Regions from separate parts of the Mus musculus genome. Here regions 1, 2, 4, 5, 6 and 7 are each linked to region 3. The links are chromatin contacts, called in public Hi-C and promoter capture Hi-C maps. All regions are on one chromosome and are shown on one strand. Each heading gives the region's core, a stretch centred on a gene start, on an enhancer-like site or on the middle of the called end of the contact. The rest is flanking DNA. Distances are from core to core; before and after follow the strand shown. Region 1 holds the start of Rsf1os2 (remodeling and spacing factor 1, opposite strand 2). Region 2 overlaps Tenm4 (teneurin transmembrane protein 4). Region 3 holds the start of Nars2 (asparaginyl-tRNA synthetase 2 (mitochondrial)(putative)). Region 4 holds the start of Aqp11 (aquaporin 11). Region 5 holds the start of Tenm4 (teneurin transmembrane protein 4). Region 6 holds the start of Rsf1os1 (remodeling and spacing factor 1, opposite strand 1). Region 7 has its middle 18 kb from the start of Tenm4.

Region 1 (2,743 bases), core at 201-2,700, 740 kb before region 3:
TGAATGAATCTCACAACTTCTTCCCTCCCATCCCTTTTCTTTCTCCCTCATGGCTACTCCAAACACATATACCAACCAAACTGCGCACCCACCCACATTTGTATTTCTAGTCGGTGTCTAAACACCCAGTCCCACTATCCACACTGTTCTCTGAACAAATAGCTCTTTACACGTTTATACCCTGGGCTCTGTAGTAGGCATAATCTTGGTCCCCAAGAGATTTGTTTTCCAGTGCCATGAAAGAAGGGACTTTGAATGTAATTAAGATTACTAATCTACTGATGGTGAAATAAACGAGATAGCCTGGATTTTCTAGGCAGGAGCAATGTTATAACTCGAGCTCTTAAAAGCAGAGGATTTCCTTTGTGGCCAACAAATAGAATATAGCAAAAGGTAAACCAGAGACTCTGAAAGACAGGAAAGAATGAGAAGAGAAAGAAAGAATGAAAGAAAGAGGGGGGAAAGGAGGGAGGAAGGGAAAGGAAAGAAATGGGGAGGGAGGGCGGGTGAACAGGAAGGTATGGGGTGGGGGTAGGAGGGTATGAGCGTGTATGTAGTGTGTATTTTAGTGGCATGTCTATGTTATTGTGAAAGTACTGAATCCTGCAGGTAGTGAAATAGAAGAATTCCTTCCAGGACCTGCACATCCAGGAGTCGGGTTCGGCTGGTTGTGACTCCGCCCTGCGTGGGCCTGAAGATGGTCCTTCCCCCCAGCCCCCACAAACACACACACTTGAAGCAGAACATCCCAGCTCATTAACCAAACGTCGTAACCCGTCACAATCTGAGCTACATATTCCACGCAGGGAAATCGTCTAGTTGACACGACCATTCCGAAAGCTAGGCCCACGGAAAAACTAACCGAGGCTCTGCAGACTCAAAACTCAACGTGACCACGCGCCAGGCTTGCAGGAGACAGGCCGGTTCGCACAGGTCGTTAGGGAGAAACGCGGGCTAGGGGACAGAACCAGCCGAGCTCGGGAGGGGACAATCCCACCCTGCCCGCACAATAGCGCCGGCCGGCTGGTCGGCGCCCCCCAACCTTACCTCTCCGCGATGTAAAGCGTGCCGGTGCCGAGCCCCTTCCCGTTCAGCACAGCCTCGGTGTCTGGCTGCTGCAGCCGGAGCCCGTCGGCCGACCCAGGCGGCGGGAAGCTTTTGAGGAAGCTCATTGCCGGGGAAAGCATCGCTCCACGCGAACCGAGAGAGGCGAGTACCGCAATCGCGGCTCGCACGGAGCTGCCCCGGAAGCAGTAGTCGTAGCCCGGAAGAACAACTTTCTCAGCGAGGGCCTTAGCATGCGGTTGACCATAGAGACGGGATGTTCTAGGCAACTCAGAGGTCCGCAGCGAGCCGGCTGGCTTTTGTCACGTGGCATCGGTTCCCCTTTCCCGCTCCTCTAAGGATGCTTAGAATAATCGAGTGTTTTCTATGTGGTTCTCTTTGAAGGTCATAGGAGCAAACCCCGAGAGAGGATGTATAAGGAATACCAAGCCTTTCCCAACAAAAAGCGGGAAGGGACCCAGGCCCCAGGAGTCCCTCGCCGAAGGAGGACTCACAGAAATAAAATCCACACGCATCTGGAGATCCCAAGTCTCCCGGCTGGGTGCACGAGTCTACCCTGCTTCCGCCTCGTCAGGCCTGTTCTCCTTGGGTTCACACAGCCATTTACCAGACCTCTTAGTCCCCACGTCGCCGGAGAGATCGAGCGCCCCATCCCCACGAGTCATGCCACGAGCACGAAAAGGTTACATTAATGATGGACAGTGCGCAGCAAGACAGTCAAAAGACTGCCCGAGGGAAAGGTAGGCCACTGGTTAGGAACCCTTGCCTTCCCTGTTCGCTAGGTCCCAGTGAATAAGAGCAGTGAAAACCTACAGGTTTGGTGAATAGAAACCCATAACAGAGACCTATAGACCACACAGCATACGGACTTTACCTCTTATATTTCTTCATGGATTCCTTCGTGGTTTTTGAGACAGGGCTTCTTTAAGTATCCCAGGCTGGCTTCCAATACATAATCGATTTGCACCGAACTCCAGTTTACTGGTACTACTATGAGCACCCATCACCACACTTGCTCAATTAATTTTTTTCTTTATGATACACAATATGAACACATTTTCTATTACCCACTTTAACAGATGGGACCTGAGGCATTAAACTCACAAGCTAGAGTTGGTGGATGGAATTCAGTCAGTTGACCTCTAGACTCCACTTTTTTTGGCTGTAGAATTGTAATATCTATGGGGCTAAGGCTGTTTAGGTTGGATAACATACATGGAGGATGTGATAGCAGTTTTATCTTTCTTTCTCTTCTTCCTCCTTTTTTCCCTTTGGATTCTTTTCAACAGAGGAATCTAAAGATTTTTTTCCTCACATATATGTATATACCTACCTACATACAGTCAGGTGTGAGCCACCCTGCCTGGGCGCAGTGACCCTATCTGCAAAGGCATTAGGCAGTCTCACAAGCTGACCCATGTCTCCAGTCAGTTCCAAGTGTTACGTTTTAAAATTTAGTTTGTTGTTAGTGAGACTAGGAGGCAGGTCCCCTGAACAGGAATGAGAAGGTGGGAGTGGAGTAAGGGAGGGGATGAGAAAAGATTCTAGAACTCTCTGAAGGTTAAAATCCTCGTCATGTGGATATAGATTGAGAGGAAGAATTTGTGACGATGAAGACAAGAATAGACAAAGAAGAGAGGTTAAATATCGTTTCTAAATTTCCAGTTTAAAACGTTGA
Region 2 (2,700 bases), core at 100-2,599, 750 kb after region 3:
ACAGGGCCCCCAATGGAGGAGCTAGAGAAAGTACCCAAGGAGCTAAAGGGAACTGCAACCCTATAGGTGGAACAACAATATGAATTAACCAGTACCCAGGAGCTCTTGTCTCTAGCTGCATATGTATCAAAAGATGGCCTAGTCCGCCATCACTGGAAAGAGAGGCCCATTGGTCATGCAAACTTTATATGCCCCAGTACAGGGGAATGCCAGGGTCAAAAAGTGGGAGTGGGTGGGTAGGGGAGTGGAGGGGGAGGGTATGGGGGACTTTTGGGATAGGATTGGAAATGTAAATGAGGAAAATACCTAATAAAAATATTTAAAAAAGAAAAAAAAAAGAAAAGTAATATTGGAACAGCCTTCGTTAGAGTATTATGTGTATACTCTCAAATAATATTTTGGTCTAGTTTTCAGTCCGTTAGGATATTGCTATTTTGTAAACAAAATTTAAAACAATTCAAAATTGATAATTATATTTTTGAAATCCTCTAGCAAAAATTAACTAGGGAACAAAAGAAAAGAAATATAAAAATATTGTCAAATTTTTGACTGAGGATGGTGGGGTTATGAGTAATAGACATTTTCTTTCTTTCTTTCTTTCTTTCTTTCTTTCTTTCTTTCTGTCTTTCTTTCTTTCTTTCTCTCTTTCTTCTTTTCTTTCTTTCTGTACTTTCTCTGCCTCGGATACTAATTGTTCCTTGTTTATAAGAACTGTCATAAAAACCACAGACATGGCTGGAAATCTCCACCATCCACTTTGTCCCTTTTCAATGTGCCCTCCCCAATCCCCTGAAGAGCTAAGTGCCTTCCAGGCTTTATCATCCAGAGTGAAATACCAAGGCATTTAACAAATCAGCAGAAATTATCAGCTGGGCTGGTGAGGGGAGAGGGCGATTGTGTGGAGGCAGATGCGTTATTAGAGCCGTTGGAGCTGTATATATTAAAGATATTTGCATTGCCCTTATTGATTCTGTAATATGTTACAAGGAAAGGAAAACATAAAGTGGGGCCAAGAACGTGTGAGTCTTTAAAGGGCAAGTTTTAATTAGGAAACATATTTATTTGAAAAAATAACAACTTCTGTTTGGAGACCAGCAGTTACTACAGAAGGGTTGCTGGATGTGAGAATTCCAGGCAAGGGATCACAGAGGGGGAGCGGCCAATGCTTCATGCCTGCTGTCTGTCTGATACTTTATCAAATGCCAAGCTGGTTTCATAGGATTTAGATACCCACTGATAGGCCCCGGCAGACTTTCACAATTAGAGGGTAAGGAAAGGGTCAGGGCACGCCCCCAGGCTTCAGGCAGCTAAATGTAAGTAGAAAGCTCCCTAGAAAAGCTCCCCATTGAATGCCCACCCTGTTGAGATATTTAGCATAAGAGACTGGATGTTCCTTAACCTGAATAACAATAGCACAGCACCTAAGCAAGCCGACTCCTTCCATCTTTCCCCAACCTCTACATCTGCAATTCTTTCCATTCCTCACCCACCCTGAGGGGGAGCCTGTGAAGGAGAAGGGGGCACCGCCTAGAAATGGTCAGAGCTGAATGCTGAACAGTAGTGAAGGCTGAGGAGAACCGGGAAGGTTCCTGGAAGTCCTTGGGTGTGGCCTGGAGCTTCCCGGATGTATCATCTGTGGGATCCTCTTGCTATCCAAGGAAAGGGCGTGAGAGTACTGAACCCACCCCCACTCCCCCCTGCTGGCTCCGCAGCGTATGGACAGTCGGTGTCAGAAGACACCCCCCCACCCCCGCCCCCACCCCACCCCCGGTTCCTGGCCTTTTCTAGCTCAACCACATTTGTAAAAAGCAAGAGGGGAAGCCATGACTACTCTCTGGCCAGCTGACTCAGTGAATTTCTGTGCTGCCTGCCTATCTAACCCGTGAGCTGTCTTTCGGCCTGATGGAAAGAGAAGCTGGTATTTGGGAATAAATGACAACTTAAACTGTCTGCAAGTAAGGGGAGCACGCCCTAGGATCATCACAAATACTCTTTTAGGGAAATGGTTGGATCTTGTCCTCCACTCTGCTCCTTACGGCCTATCTGGCTTTTACACATCCTTAGCAAAAATTCCTTCACTGAATTAAGAAACGGATGTTAATAGACCCTGCATGGCCTGAACACTTCTGGAAAACAGCAAAGAGGGTTACCTCATTTCAGTTGTAGCTCCAGGCCATGTGATCGACACAGTCACTATTTCCACAACATAGGTGAGAAAACTGAGACACGGGGACGTTAAGCAAGAACTAGCAAAAGGCTATCAGCAAGTCAAGGAACTTGCTGCCAAATCTGGCCACCTGAGACTGAGCCCTGGGTTCCACAAAGAAGCAAACTAACTCTCATACATTGTCATTTGTGCTGGCTAGTGCTATGTCAACTTGATCCAAGCTATAGTCATCTGAGAGAAGGAAGCCTCAACTGAGAAAACACTTCCATAAGATCTGGCTGCAGGCAGGCTGTAAAGCATTTTCTTAATGAATGATTGGTGGGGGAGGGTGGGGCCCGCCCCTTTGTGGGTGGCGCCAGCCTTGGGCTGATGGTTCTGGATTCTGTAAGAAAGCAGGCTGAAGAAGCCATGGGAACCATCAAATAAGTAGCTTTCCTCCATAGCCTCTGCACCAGCTCCGGCCTCCAGATTCCTGCCTTGAGTTTCTGCCCTGACTTCTTCAGTGATGCGCAGTGATGTGTAAGTCTAACAAA
Region 3 (2,778 bases), core at 81-2,580:
TCAGGAATATGGGTAAGACCTATTAGTTTATTTCAGTAATTCAAGAGGAAACAGCCAAGCACCAGTCTTACTCTTTCTGTGCTTTTAGGAATTTATTCAAAGCTGTCACAAATAACAGCATCTAACACTGACTGAGAGGCCTCTGTTCTAAATAGCCTGTCTTCATTAACCCGTTTAATTTTCAGAACTCTCCAAAATATAGACTATTATCTCCATTTTCATAAGAGAAACTGGGGCCTGAGGCACTGTCGTGACATGCCTATAAGTAACAAGCTACATAGTAGGGCAAGCGAATTAAGCCAAGGCAACTGCAGCCCTTAGCTTGTCAAACTACAACATTCTGCTCTTTCTCCTAGTTTAAATACATGGAAATCTCAGGAGCCTGAGTGACTGAAATTGAAAAGGTATGGATTCTCCTGTGTCCAACTTGTGTACAATGAGCCGCAGTGAGCAACTGAGGATAGCTATGAATGCAGCCCAACACGGACTCGTAAACTTTGAGACTTTTTAACTGGAGGGTAGAGGCGGTAACTCAAGTATGAACTTGGTAGGTGGAGACCTCATGTTGCAATGTCAAAAGGCTGGACACACCTGGAACCACTATTTCCTGCCAGCCAGGTGAACAGGAAAAAAGGAAAGACAGAATTTCTGTTCTCAAGGAACTAGGGCAAAGCATCCCAAGTTATTACTATAAAACTAAATAAATAAATAAATAAATAAGGGAGTGTTCATTTCAACTTTTCCGCATGATTAAAGTGTTTACAAGAAACCCCTAGGTGTCATGAAAACTCAGCTGCTGCACTTGTGATCGTCAGAACGATTTGCAAAAATAACAGTGCGGTCCCAGAAGTGTAGACTCTGGAGACAGCTCAAGTCAAGCAAGCTCAGGCAGCAGTCTTTCCACACACCCACCTGCACCGTTACGCACTCCCCTCTCGCGTCCTGGACCCTGAGGGCGTCCCGCACGCGCATTTTGGCAGACGCGCGGGGCCTGGGGCAGGAAACGGAGGAACAGAGGCGCAGCGCGCCGAGCAGGCGCCGGGCCCCGAGCATGGCGAGACCGGACAGGGTTCCACGGGATGCCGGGCTACGTCCCGGCTCACAGTCCCCGAGAGCAGCCTTTTTCAGCCGCGCAGTCCTGCCGTCATGCGCTCCTGTCGCTCTTCCCTCCGCGCCCCGAGCAGTTCCCACGGGACCCCACCTCCGCGTCCCGCTCCCGAAAGCACAGAAGGTTCGACTACACGGAACACAGCGGTCAGTGTCACACCGTACATGGGACCGGAGTGCAGACCCAGACTTAAAGCACGTTGCAACTGAGCTACGTCACCCCGTGCTCGCTCTTCCGTCATCACGCTGGGTGGAGTCTGAGCATGCGTGATTGTGTCCGGGAGCTCGTGAGGCGCCGCACCGGTAGGGGCGGTGCAGGAGCTGAGGTGGGCGGGGCTAAGGCGCAAGGGCTGTCTCAGGTTTCTCAGAAATAGCTACTGTTGGGTCATCTCTAGGGAGACTGAGGAATACTTGTGGGCAGTATTGACAGATGCAGAAGGCAAGTGTCTGTGCAGAGTCTTAGGGGTGGAGAGGAGTTCTGAGCTCTGGGAAGTCAGTCTCCAGACGTAGTACCTGCTGAAGTCACTGTTGGGTGGTAGCCAAACAATTCGTTGCTTAAAAAGGAGCTTTGCCTGCCAGAATGGGCAAATCTTTTCTCTTACTTGCATTTGTTTGAAAAGAAAAAAATGGCCTTTGCATATATTCAGCTACATTTTAAGTTTACACAAAAATATTTTTTCGTAACTCAGTGAGACACATGATAATGCTTTTATCTAGTTAAACAAGAAAAGGTCAAAATAAGGACTAATTAAGTTGCCACGATGAGACACCATACATAGTCCTGTTCATCAAGGAGCTTATGATGAAAAGATGTTGGTTGGGGAACAGAGACAGAGAGGGAGAGATAGAGACACAGAGACAGACAAAGAGACAGTGAGACAGAAACCGAGAGAAACCATCACATTATACCCAGCAAGAGCACACATAGATATGTGTGTGGTAAGTGGAGTGGCGACCCAGAGAAAGAGATAATTAGGCTGAGTTTGAGGAAGGTTAGAATTTTTCCAGATGAGAATGTCAGAAATTTTCCTGTAAGAGGAGGACAGGAAAATCTGCTGGGAAGGAAAATGGCCTGAAAGAATTGTAAAACTCTTCTCTGGACAGACTTGAAAATATCTCCAATAAAAATACTTTGGGGCACTTCTGGAACCTTGAGAAAGGAAAAATCAAAAACTTGTAGCCTTCCAAATATGTAGAGATAGCTTATATCTTAAAGTATAAAAGTATATTCGATACCCCCCCCAAAAAAAAAAGTGAAACCAGCAACCAGCAAGCTCAATTTCTCTTCAGGTTAATTCTTCTGTCTCATCTTTCTTCCTCCTCTTTGCTCTGCTAAGTCTCAGGGAGACTATCTTCCTCTACTTAAGGCAAAGGGTTAATTAGGAAACTAAGCAGAGAACCATTGTTCAGTAACTCAAGGGAAAGGGACCCCAGTGGGTAAAATGGGAAATTAGCAGTGGGTAATCTAAAGTGTGTAGTGAAAGCTGATCACTGCCTGCAAGCTTTGTGCTCAGACCCAACTGCTCCCGTTTATCCTTTACTGTGTTAAATTCTATCTTCTGATTTGCTTTCAGTGTTTGGATCCACACGTCTGCCTTTAGATTCATCGCCTTCCCGATAGCAGCAGGAATGACATTTCTAACGTGAATGTTGTACCGTGCCAGCCATAAT
Region 4 (2,700 bases), core at 197-2,696, 790 kb before region 3:
TCTTTCCCAATATTCACTTGCTCACACAGCCACACCGGAATCTGCCTGGCAAGTATCTGAACTTGAGGTTGGCGGACTGCACCATCACCCTCCACACCTTCTGTGGCCCTGGCCCTGGTATGCCATGGTTGGAAGTCACAAAGACCATCTAGGAGGAAGGTCGCCTCAGAAAGTGACTTCCAGAACTATTTTAATATTCCCTTTTTCCCCCCTTCCCTTTTGCTCCGGCCCCGCTCGCACTGGACCATAGGTTTTTTATTTGTTTTTCATTAAGGATGGTTGTGAGCCACCATGTGGTTGCTGGGATTTGAACTCACGACCTCCGGAAAAGCAGTCAGTGTTCTTAACCGCTGAGCCATCTCACCAGCACCTATTTTAATATTCTTATTTGGGATATCTATAAGGCAAACTTCACAATAGATGTTAACTGTGCTGGAATACTTGACTCTCAGCTGGTGCAAGACTTCAGCTCCAGGCTAGCTTCCTTTCCATGGCCCCTCAAACTCCCTTCTTTCCATCCTGCCTCAGGTTGTCCCAGGATTCTGGGAAGCCAACCAATCCAAGGGTTTCCTTCCCACACTGGATGCCAATGAGAACAAGCAAACAATGTTTTCTTAGTATTTTAATATCTCATGATGAAGATAACATAAACATTATAAACTTTGAGGACTTCATGCCTAAACCACCACCTGCAGGCAAGGTGCTTCCAGCAGGTAAAGGTGCCCAATTGAGGACTTGAGTTTGATCCCTGGGACCCACCTTGTGGAACACATGAGATTGGGCACAGCGACCCCCGTATGTATGTATGTATGTATGTATGTATGTATGTATATACATACATATATATATATGTGTGTGTGTGTGTGTGTATGCACATATATAAACATAAATAAGACAATTAGATAATTAAGCAAATGCATTCGATAAAAAATAAAACACAACATCCAAAGTTTGGAAATAGTGGCGATAGCTAGATAAAGTGTGAATATAATTAACGTCAATTTTACACATAAATGGATATATATATTTTCCCCCACACTTACGAAAAAAGTTCGAGTGTGGGTGAAGAAAACCAAAGCTCTAACACCTTGTCAAACCAGTCAAACCTCGGTTCTCACGCCCACTCCCAGTTGACCACAGCTCCTTCCCTGAGGGTCACCTCCTCGCTCCTCAACCTCAGTCTCTCCATTAGTAAAAACGGGGTGGCTGCAAAGATGACCTCTGGGGCTCCGTGGAGTACAGTTTCCGGAGTGTGCAAAGATCAAGGCAGAGTTCCCAAGCCACGCTCCGATCGCCACATGCTCTAGCACCAGCGTGGTGCGGTCTTAGGCTCGGGGTCCGGCGCTGAGAGCCCAGAGCTCGGGCGCCACGCGCGTGCGCAGTGGTCTCGGGGCCCTGGCCCTGTGCTGAGGGAGGCGGCGGAAGGCGGGTGCGCGTGGGGCTCTACAGACCGTTGTCCCCTCCGCCAGTGCCCAGGGACAGCTCCCTCGCCGCCTCCTTTCCCCCGCCCTCCCCCCCTCCCCGGCTCAGGTCACATCTGCACAGCGCAGCCGGGGAGGGGAGGAGCCCTCCAGCGCGGAACCCGGGCTCTCCACTCGGCCCGCCCCTGAGGGGCGTGGGAGGGCGGGGCGGCGGACTTCGGACTCCAGCCCCCGACGCTCCTCTGTCCCTGCCGCCCTCAGCCATCCCCAGCGGTGAGGGAGCCATGTCCGCGCTACTGGGGCTCCGGCCCGAGGTGCAGGACACCTGCATCTCGCTGGGGCTAATGCTGCTGTTCGTGCTGTTCGTGGGGCTGGCCCGCGTGATCGCCCGGCAACAGCTACACAGGCCCGTGGTCCACGCCTTCGTCCTGGAGTTTCTAGCTACCTTCCAGCTCTGCTGCTGCACCCACGAGCTCCAAGTGCTGAGCGAGCAGGACTCTGCGCACCCCACCTGGACTCTGACACTGATCTACTTCTTTTCCTTGGTGCATGGCCTGACCCTGGTGGGCACAGCTAGCAACCCGTGCGGCGTGATGATGCAGATGATTCTGGGGGGTATGTCCCCCGAAATGGGTGCCGTGAGGTTGTTGGCTCAGCTGGTTAGCGCCCTGTGCAGCAGGTACTGCATAAGCGCCCTGTGGAGCCTGAGTCTGACCAAGTACCATTACGACGAAAGGATCTTAGCTTGCAGGAATCCCATCCACACCGACATGTCCAAAGCGATCATCATAGAGGCCATCTGCTCCTTTATTTTCCACAGCGCTCTACTGCACTTCCAGGAGGTCCGAACCAAGCTTCGCATCCACCTGCTGGCTGCACTCATCACCTTTTTGGCCTATGCAGGTTTGTTATTCCTACCAAACACTTGGCAGTCCGGAGCCTCTATGACCAGAGGTTCTAAGTTCTTTACCGATACATTTGAGCACCCCCTGCACCCTACCCTGGGCCACTTATTATTCTAACCACCTTGCAGCCTAGCAGTTGGAGCCAACATACAGATCTTCATTCATTGCTGTTTTGAACACCCAGAGAAAGCAGACACTCCGGTGCCGAAACTAAGATCGTGGCAGATTACTGCCAAAGGCTTAAATAGCCCACAAAGGGATTGTTTTAATGTTAGAAAGGCAGCTTATCAGTTACGGCTCTCATGCCAAGGTGGTATAGATTGCTTCTGACACTCTTACTGAGAAACGATCCGGTCAAAAAGTTCCTTCGAGCT
Region 5 (2,700 bases), core at 70-2,569, 780 kb after region 3:
TGCTTCCCCCGGGGTCACCCCCATCTGTAACAGAAGCTTGATATTACAGAGATCCATAAATTAAAGTGGAGCAAAAGAACTCAGAAGAGACTGGAGCATCAAGACTCCCATGTGCAGCTAAGTGCAGCTGCTGAGATGCAGTGCTGGCCACTCAGCCCAGCCTTCACCACCCTGTCCCTTTCTGTCACTAGACACACACCAGGAAGATGGAGGGCGGTAGGAAACAGAGGTTTGACCTTTCCATCCAGTCCCATGGCTGCACTTTGGGACCTTGCCATCCCCTTGGAGTTTGCTAGAATTGGCGAGAGAACAGTCCTTGACTCAAACAACTGAGAAATATACTTAACACCACATTGATTTTCCATATAATTTTATAAGCACAAACATTCTCTTTCATTTCCTGACAAACAGCTATATTCCCCAAAGTGTCCAATAAAAATCAGTAATTTGCACATCACTGTCTTTCTCAGAGGCTGCTGTTTAGAGTTAGTCATCAAGGCCAAGGTTCTGCCTCTTCCACCCCCTCCCCAAACAAAGCAAAACCTTTTGATGCTTGGTGGCCGGCTTTATAGACTTCCTGATGCCTGGGAAGAGTGCTTACTCTGCACACAGTGAAGGAAGTCGCCACACATCCACACAGCTCTGCCCCCCAACTCTGCCACTGCAGGGCCTGCTCAGGATCCCCTACCTGCTCCCCACAGCTATGAGGGAGAGTAACGCCTTCCTGCATGTGTCAAAGTAGAGTGATTAATTCAATGACTGACAAACGCCCGAGGCTAAATGGGCACCCAGTCCTAGGTGGCAGCGATTACTCAAAAGTTGCATCATAGAACAAGCAATGACAAGATTGAAGACTGGAAGCAAGCAGTTTTTCATTCCAGGAATCTACATGCCGTGCCCGTGCCCTCTCACCCAGGGACTGAAACACATAGGGTCTTCCTCCTTCCACTTTGTGGTTTCTAACTTCAACCATATCCTTTTCCCCAGCCAGCCCCTCCCCATCCAAGACGCAGCCAGGTTGCTGCAGGGGGCGGGAACAGCAGAGAAACAGAAAAGTATAGATTCTTACCCAGAAGTCAGGTCTTCTCAGGTCCTGGGGATGCACAGTTCTCAGGAGACAGGGCACCGGGGTTGCCAAGGGAACCTGAAATACTAGTTTGCCACAATCCTGCAGGAATTACGTCCCAGGGGTGAGTAGGGACGCGTCAGTCATTCAAAACTGCTGAAGTTCAGAGTCTGAGGAAGAGAAAAGGAAGCACAGAGAAAGAATGTCTCTTAGTGGCCCGGTGTCAAGTGGAGGAGTCCAGATTCGGGGCTCTTCCCATCCCCACCCGATGCTGGTTGTCAGGGAGCGTGTGTGCTTGCTTCATGTTTTGTGCTGGTGTTTTCGTTTCTTTTTCCCTGAGCCCTGGCACTGGGGAGCGTGGAATGGCTCAACCTGTTGTAATCAAACATGTGGGTTGCTGCTTGTTGCAAAGATATTGCAGCAGCCTCTTCATTACAAGAGGCTGTTCTTGGATGGAAAGAATTAATTTCCTTGCCTGTGGGTGCCTGCTTGGGCTCCAGGACGTGGATGGAGCAGAGTGCTGAGACTGGGAACTGAGACACTGGGCACAGCGTTCCTGGTCATATGCCCCTGGTTTCCACTGTCTTGACTGTAGGAGACTCCTGCCAGATGCATCCTTTGTGTGCAGGTGGGACTCAACCCCAGATTTGAAACTACAACTTTAAAGCTGATTCCTGGAAACTCATTGGTCCGAGTACCTCAGGCTTTCTCATCACAGGGCACTGTGGGTGGGACTGTCCTTGGAAAATAGGGAAGGCATCCATGCCCCCAATCTGTTGGCTCCTTCCCTCATTCATTCATTCATTCATTCATTCCTTCATTCCTGCATGTGTGAATTTATCAGTCTGTTCTGTACTCACCATTCATCCTTGCACTAATTGCTTTATTTATTAATTTATTTATTAATTTATGTTCCCTTACATATTCATCCTCCCATTTGGTATTCACATACATTTTTATTCACTCACTGACTGACACGTTCAATTGTATTATTATTTGTCAAGATTCATTTATTCACCTATTTGTCATTTCATGTAATCTATAGACTTGCCAAACATGCACACATTCATTTTTTTCATGTATGAAGCATTTACTTTTATTTCCCATATTCACCCATGCATCAATCCATCCATCCAAACATCCCATAAATCATTTTAAATTCACTGATTCATAGATTTGTTGTCTGAGATGTAAATGTTCATCTATTTATGCACAAGTTCCTGCAATTCTTCATCTTCTGAAGATACATCCTAAGTCCTATGATATGCTGAGAAAAAAGAATGACAGCATACCAGTTGGTAGTCCTGAAAACATATTAGGGATATATATGCAATAACAATGAATGAAAAGGAGGCCATGAATTTGAGCCAGAGCAGGGACAGTTATATGAGGGGGAGGGGGTGTGGAAGGAGGAAATGGAAAAGGGAATTATAATTGCAATTAAAATATGATTTCAAAAATCAACGATAGCAAAAGAGTGAACCCCTGAACAGAGAGTGGATGACAGTAGACACAGCTACAAGGAACTAGACTTCAACACAAGGAGGAAGATGAGGGATTCCAGGATCAAAGAGGATGTGAGAAAAATTTGTATGGAGATCTGAGGGACTTCCCCTGTCTCCCAGGGAAAGAGT
Region 6 (2,700 bases), core at 180-2,679, 690 kb before region 3:
CTCCTAAGTACTAGAATTGTATGGCAGACACCAGCACACCCTGCTTAGGTCTCACCTTCTTAATCATTGTTAGCAGCATAGCTAATGAATGTCCTGACAGTTTTAGAAATGGCTCAGTAGTAATGAGCACCCACTGCCATTGCACGACACTCGAGTTCAGTTCCCAGTACCACATCAGGCAGCTCACAACAACCTGTGATTCTAGTTCCAGAGGGTCCAGCAACCTCTTGTGGACTCTGTGAACACCTGTATTCACACATGGACAACCTGCACATACATATACTATATAATTAAAAAAATAAAACAAAAAAATATTTTAAACTTCCTGGTAGAGGCCTATGAATAAAGATACGTGAAAATTGTACTCACTATTCAGAATTTAAATTTCTGTAAATAACTATCAAAACCACAATCCATTTAAAAATATTTTTAGAGGTACAACTCATACACTGTGAAGGCAGCATGTCCTTGTTTACTTGTAAAACTGTATTGCTTTAGCATGATGTCTTCTTTGAAGAGCAGGCTAGCTCGGCCTCAGAAATGCTGGGATTCCCGGCTTTTTCAGCCTGCCAGGGCTAAAAGGAGCTCAGTTAGCATTCAGTTCAGTTAGTTACTTTGCACAGACACTCACTGTGTTAGTCACTCTTCTTGCTGCTGTGAACAAAGATCTGACAAAAATCAGCAAAAAAGAAAAAAAAAAGTTACTTTGGCTTTAGTTTGAAGGGTACAGCCCATCATGGCTGGGAAGAGATGGTGGTTAAGAGCAGGGGCAGTCAAGGAAGTAGAGACAGGCAGTGAGCTGGGGGGCGGGCTACCAAACCTCATCCTCCGACTCACTCCCTCAGGCTAGGTCCTCCACCTCTTAAAGATTCCATCATTTTCTAAAAGTAGTATTACTCACAGGGGACCACGTTCAAAACATGAACCAGGGGGATAGAAGCCACAGACTTATATCCAAACACTAACACAGATAAACTCCTACCAAGGCAAGACGAAATATGGGGCTTTCATTCTTGAGCCCAAGCTGGCTCAGAACTCACTAAGTAGTCCAGGCTGGCCTAAAACTTAAGATCCTTCTGCCCCAGCTTCCTGAGCAGTAAAATTGCAAGTGTGTGTTACCACGCCTGGCTGCTCTCAGTGTTGATTATTATAACCACAGTTTAGTAGTCTTGTTAATACCTAAGCTTACAACAAATAAAGGCAAATACTATATCTGTTTGGCTTCTTTCACAACCAAGGATTTTTGAGACAAATTCATATCGCATGAGATCATTTCTTTTGCTGCTTACCAGTAATCTACTGCATGAGTACTGTTAGGAACAAAGATGCTATAGCAACTATAACAGTAGTCACAGGAATGAGGTCATAACTGAGGCTAGGCTTCAACTGCATAGTGGGTAAGGGCAGCTTCAGATACAGAGTAAGACTGTTTTCAAATGCAAAGGCAAATGGAAGATCAAGAAGATGAAATGAAAACGCTCAGACAAGCCTTGTGTTAATAGTAAGTACAAAGGAATGAAGCTGACGGTATAATAGTATAGTAACATCTGAAGACACCACCAAATGGTTAGTCAGAGTGGTCGCAGTGTTTATATTTGTAGAAGGCAAGATATAAGTTCCAGTTGGCTTGTAAACTTGTTAATACCTGCATTTCTGAGTAATATTCACCTAGTCATTTTAGTGGAAATTATAAATTATTAATTTGTAAGATATCTGTTGGGATAAAGGCATACTTAACTGGTTTCCACTGGGAATTCTCTCAGCCTGCTGGTCATTTGTTCATGTTAATGTTAGCCACATGTACGTAACTTTATGAAACAATCACCTGTCTACACCAAGTGTTTTTTCCTTACTAGAATTAGGATCTAAATACTTTCTATAGTATCTCTCTGACTTAAGGGAGCACCTGATTAAATTATGCCAACTTAAGATCTGTGTGCTCCCTCCTCCCTCATGAGGACTTAATAGTAACACTTTTGTCACTATATATTTCTTCTTTCATAAAGTATTTGATCAATTATAAAAAAAGTATCCAGAGGCCTAAACAAGTGGTGAAATAAGTGTAAAAAATACTATTCTGGTTTAAAACTAAGGGGGACAGTTCTGTTGCTGAAATTTGTTAGTTAAACCACATAAAACTGCCACTTTCTATAGGAGAAGTCTAAATACTAACAAACTTAGCTCAATAAAATTTACAACTTTTATCTGAGTTTTTACCTGAATATATGAAATGATTTTCAATGTGGAATATGTGCACATGTATGCATTAACTACTTCTAATGTGCCTCATATTTATACTAATTCTACAATAAATGCAAATAGGCACTGTATAAACAACAGTACATGTTTGGTTTTCTTTTATATAAGATGTCTATGAGGTATGCATGCATGACTTTGCATGTTCACATGTGTGGGCACCAATGGAGCATGGTGCATACATTTTGAAGACAAAGGCTAACATCGTGCATCATCCTTGGTTCCCACTGTACAAATTAAGGCAGAGTCTCTCAATTATACCCAAAGCTCACTGAGAGGGCTCCTATAGCTAGCCTGTTTGCTCTAGGGATTCTGAGCCTCCAGGCTCTGATAGCATCCTTACTTAACGCCATCCAGTCATGTCCAGCCTAAGAGAAGTTGTAAAACTGTGGTAATACATTGATGCTGTCAGTAGCTAATAAATACACACTGTAACTAGTGGTA
Region 7 (2,700 bases), core at 192-2,691, 800 kb after region 3:
CGCCTAAAAAGCAAGGCATGGTCACGCATGTGTCCTCATGGGAGCAGAGAGAAGAGGATTACTGGGGCTTCCCTGGCTAACAGCCTCCTTCAACTCCAGTGAGAGATCCTACCTCAAAGATATAAAGCAAAGAGTGGTAGAACAGGATACCCAATGTCGTTTTCACTGGCTTTGGAACATGCACACAGATGCACACAATTTTAACACACACACACACACACACACACACACACACACACACACACACCTATCTCTGGAAAGTCTGCAAGTGAGACAAAAGTCTTCTTCTATGTCCTGTTTTTGCTCAGGCTTCCTTAGAAAAGTTTATATCTCTGCAAAGGAGCCCCAGGCCCCCTCAACACTGTCTGTTTACAAACAATGGCCTCTGCATGGCGCACCATCTGACAATCTTCTCTGGTCAGAAAACAGAAGGCAGGTTCCCAGCTGCCACTCTTTGTCACATGGGGAGGTTGAGCAAGTGACTGCTTCCCTCCCCAGTCTCCGTTATAAAACAGACACACCCTGGACTCTGAAAAGTCCAGCTACAAAACAAGTCTTTGCACAGAGTAATCTCAACAAATAATAGCATTTTTTTTTTTTTTTTTTTTTTTTGGTCAGTGAAGAAAAGAACAAAGTATGTTCAGCACAGTGTCCCACATACGGTGTGGCTGCAAGGGCCACAAGAGGAAGTCCTTTTTATCATTTCAAGTTGCCTGTAGCAATATGGAATCAGGATTCTTTGAGCAACTGGGGTGAAATTCTCCCTTTGCTTACTGTTAGTTGATGAAACGGGGATCCATTACTTCATCCTTCAAAGACCAGACTCCTCATTCCTAGGTGGACAATGGTACCTGATAGAAGTGTAGTGGTTTAAGGAGAATGCCATTCTCAAAGCTGTTCATCTTCCTGGCATGTTCTATTGGAAACTACCTCTACCTCACCCCCAGCTCTATCAAGATCTGGGTGTTGGTTCTTCTTTTCCTTGAATTTGGCTGTGTTTGTAGGATGCCAATGGTTAGATGAGGGAGTCTATGCCACAGAAAGAGCCTCTAGTGCCTTACTCCAGCCAATAGTTCATATGTGCTGCACAGATATGTGAGTGAAGAAGTTCCTAGCTGTTTTCATACTTTGGTTTTTTTTAGGTATGAAGACCTAAACTTTGAGAAGCAGAGACCAGCCATTTCGCTGCTCTTTCCAATTTCCTGACTTGCAAATTGTTTTAAGCTAGAAAAATCACAACAATATATTATGTAGCAGGATTTTAATAAAACCACAAATACAATAAATAGCAAACAGAAGAAACAGCAGGATCTGTGATTAGAGAAGTTCCTATAATACTCACTACCACAGGCCCGGAAGGCCAAGCAGTTGCCAGAGACTCCACCCCTGAGGGTTATGCCCCGCCTACCACTCTCTCAGCCAATGGGGATTCTCTCAGCCTTCCGTCTCCTCTGGTAGCTGTTAGAGGGGCAGAGGGTGTGGAAGCGTGCTTAAAAGGCTCCTGACTCACAGCTGCGTTTGTGGGTCAGCTTTCTGCCCGCTGGGGACAGGGGAGTGGGTGGTGGAGGTGGGGGTAGGGGCTGGAGATGCCTTGATAGGAGTGGCTGCACCGCCGGTGTGAGGGCAGCTCCTTAATCTCTTTTCTCTGCTGCCTTTACATACTGGCCCGACAGAGGTCAGCATGCTGGACACATTCTTTGTTGCGGTTAAGCCAAGCCCTTAAGGCTTAGAATTGCTTTAAGCCTGATTAACTCCCAAGGAGACAGAAACATTTACATTTAGGGACAAGAGAATAAGATATTTAATCGCCTCTTTAAAACACATGCTTTCCTTGTTACTCAAAGCCAGGCAACTTCCCACCCCCCTTTCTTTTTCTCCAAGGCTGTGCCGATTTCTTTTGTTCTCAAACTAATCTCTCCCCCTCTTTTTTCCTTTTCACTCCTCTTTAATGGTCATCCTTCCTGCCCTTTCTTTACATTTTCTTTTAAAGATTTATTTATGTGTATGAGTTCCTATGTGCCTGGTGCCCACAAAGGTCAGAAGAGGGAGTCAGATCTCCTGAAAGAGGAGTTAAGGATACGTGTGAACCACCATGAGGATGCCAGGAAATGAACCCAGGTTCTCTGCGAGAGCAACAAGCAATCTTAACCTCTGAGCCATCCCTCTAGCTCCCCCTTCTTGCCCTTTCTTAACCAGATTTCTTATTCTCCTCGATCCCTCTTTTGTGTCTCTGTTGTTCCTCTCTGGATGTCTTGCAGCTTTGGGGTCTTCCACTTTCCTGTTCCTTTGCTCCTGAACGTTGAATTGCACACTTGTCTTTGAAGGAGTTATCAGTGTGGTTCCCCAAATATTTACTAACAGAGGAGCTTGAATTCTGGAACCCCTGCTACCGACTTGGCTTATTTCTGACCAGTGGTGGTAGAGGTATCCAGCGATGCGTTTCAAATCCAATGAGCCAAATCACACAGTGGGAGGCTTAGGAGAAGTCACTCTGAGTTTGAGCTTCCTTCACCGATGGTTCCCACTCTGTCTTTTGGTGATAACCTCAGAGCAATGAGCAAGGCTGCCCAAGCCTTTCTCTGAAGGCTTGGCAAAGAGCCTCGAGCTTGGGGTAAAGATCTCACCTCCCACCAGCTGTTAACCAGTCACTTTATCCCTGAGCCCTCTGAGTCCTTTCTTCACCCATAAAATGGCTAGCAG

Evidence for each region. Promoter capture Hi-C pulls out the DNA fragments that hold promoters and counts their contacts. Hi-C and Micro-C count contacts between places; a contact is called where the count stands out from the background.
Region 1: a contact with region 3 is called in a promoter capture Hi-C map of neutrophils, with 2.7 times the contacts expected there. The contact joins the promoter of Rsf1os2 here to the promoter of Nars2 in region 3. A contact is called at or near these places in 6 of 39 promoter capture datasets (the 3T3-L1 cell line, 3T3-L1-derived adipocytes, the C10 cell line and 3 more), 1 of 484 Hi-C or Micro-C datasets (erythroblasts), 1 of 115 datasets of contacts at active chromatin or transcription factors (astrocytes) and 1 of 9 other capture datasets (adipose tissue).
Region 2: a contact with region 3 is called in a promoter capture Hi-C map of embryonic stem cells, with 3 times the contacts expected there. The contact joins the enhancer-like site here to the promoter of Nars2 in region 3. A contact is called at or near these places in 1 of 39 promoter capture datasets (embryonic stem cells), 1 of 484 Hi-C or Micro-C datasets (embryonic stem cells) and 10 of 115 datasets of contacts at active chromatin or transcription factors (SST interneurons, astrocytes, craniofacial prominence and 7 more).
Region 4: a contact with region 3 is called in a Hi-C map of erythroblasts, with 7 times the contacts expected there. The contact joins the promoter of Aqp11 here to the promoter of Nars2 in region 3. A contact is called at or near these places in 2 of 39 promoter capture datasets (the HPC-7 cell line, HPC-7-derived erythroid cells and erythroid cells) and 1 of 484 Hi-C or Micro-C datasets (erythroblasts).
Region 5: a promoter capture Hi-C map of embryonic stem cells shows a contact between it and region 3, with 4 times the contacts expected there. The contact joins the promoter of Tenm4 here to the promoter of Nars2 in region 3. A contact is called at or near these places in 7 of 39 promoter capture datasets (the 3T3-L1 cell line, cranial neural crest, embryonic stem cells and 2 more) and 2 of 115 datasets of contacts at active chromatin or transcription factors (acute myeloid leukemia and embryonic stem cells).
Region 6: a promoter capture Hi-C map of the HPC-7 cell line shows a contact between it and region 3, with 3 times the contacts expected there. The contact joins the promoter of Rsf1os1 here to the promoter of Nars2 in region 3. A contact is called at or near these places in 3 of 39 promoter capture datasets (the HPC-7 cell line, HPC-7-derived erythroid cells and cranial neural crest).
Region 7: a contact with region 3 is called in a promoter capture Hi-C map of embryonic stem cells, with 3 times the contacts expected there. The contact joins the enhancer-like site here to the promoter of Nars2 in region 3. A contact is called at or near these places in 3 of 39 promoter capture datasets (the 3T3-L1 cell line, embryonic stem cells and maxillary cranial neural crest) and 5 of 115 datasets of contacts at active chromatin or transcription factors (acute myeloid leukemia, astrocytes and embryonic stem cells).

The regions. Positions count from the first base shown.
Region 1 is chr7:97,695,174-97,697,916 of GRCm38.p6, reverse strand. Rsf1os2 (remodeling and spacing factor 1, opposite strand 2) reads left to right here and starts at 1,450. Exons shown (of 3, transcript NR_154552.1): 1 at 1,450-1,805. Clns1a (chloride channel, nucleotide-sensitive, 1A) reads right to left here and starts at 1,260. Exons shown (of 7, transcript NM_023671.2): 1 at 1,048-1,260. The coding sequence starts at 1,187.
Region 2 is chr7:96,203,855-96,206,554 of GRCm38.p6, reverse strand. All of the region lies in intron 1 of Tenm4 (teneurin transmembrane protein 4), which reads right to left. Among named protein-coding and RNA genes, the nearest start is that of Tenm4, 34 kb to the right of the region's middle. Within about 2 kb of position 1,349, at least 13 of the 459 cell types and tissues checked have an H3K27ac peak or open chromatin away from gene starts, as enhancers often do. A contact at or near this core is called in embryonic stem cells, where this site is marked.
Region 3 is chr7:96,950,079-96,952,856 of GRCm38.p6, reverse strand. Nars2 (asparaginyl-tRNA synthetase 2 (mitochondrial)(putative)) reads right to left here and starts at 1,330. Exons shown (of 14, transcript NM_153591.4): 1 at 913-1,330. The coding sequence starts at 1,053.
Region 4 is chr7:97,736,993-97,739,692 of GRCm38.p6, reverse strand. Aqp11 (aquaporin 11) reads left to right here and starts at 1,446. Exons shown (of 3, transcript NM_175105.3): 1 at 1,446-2,324. The coding sequence starts at 1,706.
Region 5 is chr7:96,169,863-96,172,562 of GRCm38.p6, reverse strand. Tenm4 (teneurin transmembrane protein 4) reads right to left here and starts at 1,319. Exons shown (of 33, transcript NM_001310762.1): 1 at 1,070-1,319.
Region 6 is chr7:97,643,841-97,646,540 of GRCm38.p6, reverse strand. Rsf1os1 (remodeling and spacing factor 1, opposite strand 1) reads left to right here and starts at 1,429. Exons shown (of 3, transcript NR_126461.1): 1 at 1,429-1,501. All of the region lies in intron 4 of Rsf1 (remodeling and spacing factor 1), which reads right to left.
Region 7 is chr7:96,151,997-96,154,696 of GRCm38.p6, reverse strand. No RefSeq gene overlaps it. Among named protein-coding and RNA genes, the nearest start is that of Tenm4, 18 kb to the left of the region's middle. Within about 2 kb of position 1,441, at least 151 of the 459 cell types and tissues checked have an H3K27ac peak or open chromatin away from gene starts, as enhancers often do. A contact at or near this core is called in embryonic stem cells, where this site is marked.